2 separate regions of the Hordeum vulgare genome follow, and region 2 is linked to region 1. Evidence: chromatin contacts called from public Hi-C data. All regions are on one chromosome and are shown on one strand. Each heading gives the region's core, a stretch centred on a gene start, on an enhancer-like site or on the middle of the called end of the contact. The rest is flanking DNA. Distances are from core to core; before and after follow the strand shown.

Evidence for each region. A called contact is a pair of places that touch in the nucleus more often than the background predicts.
Region 2: a Hi-C map of leaf shows a contact between it and region 1, with 6 times the contacts expected there. The contact joins two enhancer-like sites. A contact is called at or near these places in 3 of 6 Hi-C or Micro-C datasets (leaf and seedling) and 1 of 1 datasets of contacts at active chromatin or transcription factors (embryo).

The regions. Positions count from the first base shown.
Region 1 is chr3H:444,729,617-444,732,366 of MorexV3_pseudomolecules_assembly, reverse strand. No RefSeq gene overlaps it. Among protein-coding and RNA genes, the nearest start is that of LOC123444167, 17 kb to the right of the region's middle. Within about 2 kb of position 1,421, at least 2 of the 3 cell types and tissues checked have open chromatin away from gene starts, as enhancers often do. A contact at or near this core is called in leaf and seedling, where this site is marked.
Region 2 is chr3H:444,861,736-444,864,444 of MorexV3_pseudomolecules_assembly, reverse strand. It overlaps the pseudogene LOC123444168. Among protein-coding and RNA genes, the nearest start is that of LOC123444167, 150 kb to the right of the region's middle. Within about 2 kb of position 1,429, at least 3 of the 3 cell types and tissues checked have open chromatin away from gene starts, as enhancers often do. A contact at or near this core is called in leaf and seedling, where this site is marked.

The DNA.
Region 1 (2,750 bases), core at 172-2,671:
AAGAAAAAAATATGCGGAAATAATTAAAGTACATGTTGTTTTCCAATTCCAGTTCCTGTAGAAATCCACGGGGCATAGTGTTGATCCGACTAGTTGCCTCCCTGGATGCAGCTTTTTCTCAGCCCGCTCCCGAATCCCTTCAAACTGAAACGCTCTTACAGGAGAAATCGTTTATAATTATTCACTCAAAAAATATTTGTCTGCAATGAGGTACACCTCCTATGAGAGAAGCAACTTAAATTTTTTTTTCCCAACTCTTTTCCACGCTTTGGTAGGCAGACAAGTCTGTGCGACCTAGCTTCAAACAGAGCAGACCCTAATATTTGTAGAGCGCAGAATCTTTGGCGGATATTCAAGAGATAATATGGTAGACTTATTGACTTTGACCGGCAGACTTATTTGTCCTGAGTGAAGCATCGTATGTGAAGCTGTCATCACACAGAATCTAGCTAGGCAGGTTCTAGCCTGATAGACGACGAGCACACTAGTACTCCTAGATACTTGACACTGAGGTCATTTGCAGTCTGAATAATTAACAAGCGACGAACACTCCATCTCCATGCGGCATGCGGTGTGTAGGTCTACGAAATATATGCAAGGTAGTAGTACGTACTTGATTTGTTAATTTTGTGTTCCTAGCAGACCATAGGCTGTGCGTTGGTCTCACCTCGTTCGCATGAAACAAAAGCATGGCGGCATTAGCATCGCGATTACTACCAGGCTAATATGCATTTCATCAAAACCGACAATGGCTTTCGTGCGAAACACCCATGCTGCCGGGGAAGACCACGAAGGAAAGAAGAAAACGACCTCACAGACGCCGAGATCCGAGCCGCGGTCATCCCTCCGGTGTCTCTGTGAGTATCAATGAACATTCGCAGAAGGTTGACTTGCCATAACAGCCCTCCTCCTCCTCCACATGCATTGCAGCTTGCAGAGATTGCAAACAAGGGCGCATGTACGTATCAACTAAACCGGCTATTGTAAAGAAGAAGCACTTGCGCGTCTCCCATGCCAGATCGATCGACCACGAGTCCACGGTCGAGGAGAGAGCAACACGGCAACGTACTACTAGTAGTATCAGTACGTACTACTAGTGCAACACTGCACCGCATGTGACCACTACGCGTGCACACCGTCGGCAGAGCCCTGCGGGTTGCTACTTGCCAGAAAGACTTAACTCGCGGGAGGGGCAGGGAGCCCCGTGCGTGGCGTTCCCGCGCGTTGGCGTAGCCCCGCTGCATTTCTCCTTCCTTGGCTCACTGCTCCGTGCTCATAAAGGTCAAGTTTGCCGCTCTGGATTTCTGTACCTGGGTGGCTGGGTTTGAGCTTCTGCCTTCAGGCCTCCTCCTGCGTGTGTGAGACGACGCTGGCTGCGACGGTGTGTCCTCCAAGGCACACGGCACAGCACTTGCATGTGCGGTGCATGCCGCTGTGGCGATGAAGATGAACCAGCACGTCGGCGCTGCTTTCGCATTGGCCTCACGCGCGCGTGTCCTTGCCGGGAAACTTCCCGGAAGGGGCGGTGGGGACAGGGGGTGAGGTAAACCTGTCTGGCCGTTTTCACATTCCCGGTTCTTCCTGAAACTTGGATTGCAACAAAAGCCGCGTCAGTTTCGACCATCGACTGGTTGTAAATACAGTATATTTTACTACCATTATTGTCACTGCGCCACAGGAATCCCGCTGCTACGATGGGAGCCCGCGATAGTTAGCTAACAGCAATTTCGGCGTCGTTTGTTTGGATCGGCGTACATAAAAATGATGACCCAAAGCGTTGATTCATTACTAAAACACGTCTCCTTCATGTCCGCGTCGATCCATTTCAGGCTCAAATTCGGTGTTCGCTACCAACCACCGCGATCTAGATAATTTATGACGGCACCATCTTCTGGCCCACGCGTCGGCGACCGCGGACGGTCTTTTTAAATCCGATCGTGCGGTGGGTTCCACCATCTGCTTCCAAAAGACCGCCCGTCCACATCCAACCACCTCCTCGGCAACCAAGCGACCGAAACCCTAGCACACCATGGCCGGCAGCTTCCCAAACAAGGACAAGGCCCCGCTTTTCCCCCGCGCCATCTCCCCGTCGTCGTCTTCCCACCGGCCTCGCGAGGGCATGAGCGTCCCAGTGCACCAAGCGCGGTGTCACTTGGAGCACCGTGTGCCACTCCCCTATCCCGATGTCACGCTGCCGCACGTCTGGCATCTGGATTCGGGGAGGATTCCGGTGCCGGCCGTGCCGCGGTCGGCGCGGGTACATGCGAAGGAGGTGAGCCGCCGTCGGCGTCTGCTGACGACGGAACAGCGGTGAGACTCCACGTACACGACCGAGTCCCTAACTAGGAGGTGTGGTTCGCGGTGGAGCACGGGGAGCAGTGCCGCCGTGGCGTGCGCGAAGTGCAGCCAGGACGCCCTCCGCCGCCCCCACCTGTCGTCAACGACGAGGACCAGGAGGCTGAGGCCGCCTACCAGGCGACGCTCGCTAATGTTCTCCGCGACAACAAGGAAGAAGCGCGGCGCATGGCCGACGAGGAGGCGACGTACCACCAGCAGCTCGCGGAGGCCATCACACTGTCGGTCGCTGGCGATTGCGTCATGCCACCTCCGTCGGAGACTGAGCCCATTTGAGCCGCGGGAGGTCTACCAGTGGACCGGCTTCGTCCATGAGTTCGTCATTGCGTCGCCCATCTGGTTGGGCACGACACCGCAGCAGGAGCAAGCCTACCTCGAGCACTCGAGGTCGGAGC
Region 2 (2,709 bases), core at 180-2,679, 130 kb before region 1:
TTTCTCCTGATCTTTTGGAAAATTCCTGACAGTGGAAATCATTTTTAATGTAGAGACTGATTGTCTTGGACCTCCTGTCAATTAACTCAAAAGGAGGTGCAGATCCTTCTTTAGAATGGTCGGATGAGCTATATGACGGGGAATTGTACGAATTTCAGAGTATTGGCCTGGGCTCTGGAGACAGCTTCCCACTGCCTGAGAATTGGAGGGTTGAGTCTTGCAGGCATGGCAACCTGGCCATGCTCCATCCCATGAGGTTTTACGGGTATTGATCCAATTTTTGCAATAGTGTTGCATTTATTACTTAGAAACAACTATCTCTGTCCTGGTGTTTATATCTTTAATTGTTTGTTTGGTGGAGATGGCATTAAGCTGGTTCATGTAATTGAAGGATGAGAGCGCCATCTTTGAATTAGATCAAATGTGTTGTGCTCCTGTCAGCATGCTTTCTAACAAGGGTTGTGTCTTTTCGATTATTATTTTACAGGTTTATTTAACCTCTTGGCTTGCTAATGTGAACATCAAGACGAGTAGGTAATTATGTCATCTGCTTTAGCTTTTGGATTTTACAACCTATAAGGATACCCGAATTTGCACCTTGAATTTCGAAAATAAGCTGTATCATATAGTTTTGGTGAAACTGTGATGGTGCTGACCTCTTGATTTTATTTTCAGAATCGATGAAATATTCGAGCTTGTTGGGGAAGAGATGCAAATCAAATTGCGCTGAAAACTTTGATGCATAGAATTTTAGTGAGAACTATTCGGGAATGACCCATCTCCCTTTTGATGCATAGAATTTAAGTGAGAACTATTCAGGGGTTATTTTTCCTTAACGGAAGTCATTTAGGCTAATTAGCATGTGTGATCTGCCCTAAGAAAGAGGGCTCGTCTAATCTTTCTCAAATGTATTACTGTTATGCTTGAATAGTCTCCTGGTAGTATTAAAGATTTTCTAGGTTTTCCTCAACAACCGAAAAAAGATTTTCTAAGTTAGTCAAGCAAAGAAAGGTTAAAACCACAAGAAAACCATCTTATTTGCACATGGGACTGAGGACATTTGATTAGCCCAGCCCATGAGTATAATCCTTAAGCTTGTTGCTTCCGGCCATCATTTCTTGGGACGTTGGTCTAGGTTGCCGTACAGTATTCGTTTTCAGCTTATTCCTGGTTACATTGAAATCTGTTGGTTTAGGACATATAGATGAAATCTGTTGTTTATATTATTTTTTTGTGAGGGAAAATCCGTTGTTCATAAGCTCTGTGTGTGTGTGTGTGACAGTGTCTGTTAGTCAGGATGACAGGTTTGCTGCCTGCCTTTTGGTGCATGGATGGTAGCTTTTTTTTTTTGTTAGAATAAGTGCATGGATGGTAGCTGAAGGCTGAAGCAAGTAAACACTGTCCCTGGGCTGCATACAGTTGCCCAGGCCCACCAATTTGTGCAACGGGAAAATTCTGAAACGTCTTGCGTCTCTGTCTCTGGTTGACATCACAGACTCTGCAACTGCTAATTTCAGAATCTGCTCGTGGCTAATTTGTTTTCGGACAGGTCAAATCTCTGCGAGTGTCCGAGTTCTTAGTATGTGCCCACCAACATGTTCCCTTTTTCTTTTTGCGGGATTGTGGAAGGTACGCATGGCATCTCTCAGCCCTTGTTCTGGGTGGTGGTGCTGCCGTGCCGATGCCTCGTTTCCAGCAGCATGGGAGAGGCCATTGGCGGTGGCGGCCAGCCACCGGGTCTTGGCGGCATGCAGGCGCGACCACTGTTTGCGCTGCGCTGCTGGGCGCCACTGTCGCAGAGACAAGGGAGGCGGGGTTGGGGATGGGGAGGAGGGGTCGGCAGGGTGGCTGCACAGTCCTCCATTGTTTTGCCTAATGGAGTAAAGGACTTCTCAGGTCCTAAACTATTCCGAGGCAGTGGCTGAGCCAGAAACAAATAATAGAGTGGGCCACCTACAAAAGAAATCGACATCATACAGTAATACGATATTGACGAAAAGAGGAATATGAATATAGCTTAATCAAGTCTCACAACATTAGAGTTAACTAAATATGTTTGAAATTTGCAAATATTACAACACAACAGAGCTACTAGGGCCTCGGTGATAATCGCACTTTAAATTTACAAGAACCCATTAGGCCACAAGGTTAAGATTCAAACATGATCCTAAACCGATTGAATGTAATATGCGATGCATTGCGGTGATTATCTCTAAAAAACTTCCAGTTAAAAGCCAGTGAATTGGGAGCGCCCTAAGAAGCATTGTTGATTAATTAGTGAGGACGGCTTAAATATGGGCACCCATGACCTCAAGTATGCGCCCATTTCAGAAAATAACAGTCTTGAAATAGACGGGGTGTGTAATTTTGAAGTTTGAAACGGTGAACTTATTGCACTTTGTTAGATTGTGGATGGCACGTGAAGACAATTAGCACAATGCAAGAGATAAAGATTCAAACAACTCAGGAACAAGTAGCAATTATCCTACGAGGTAATAACACCAACGGTGCCCAAACTTGTCATGGATGTTCATTTTGCTGCCTGAACTTGAAAAATACACCGAATTGGTTTTAAAACTTGGCAATATGGTTCAAATACAGTTCAAATCATGTCTAGATACATATGTATTGCTGACTAGACATGCCAGCTTGGCGCAGGACCCACTTGCAGTGCCGGATAGACTGACACAAAGAGTATGTCTCATCGAC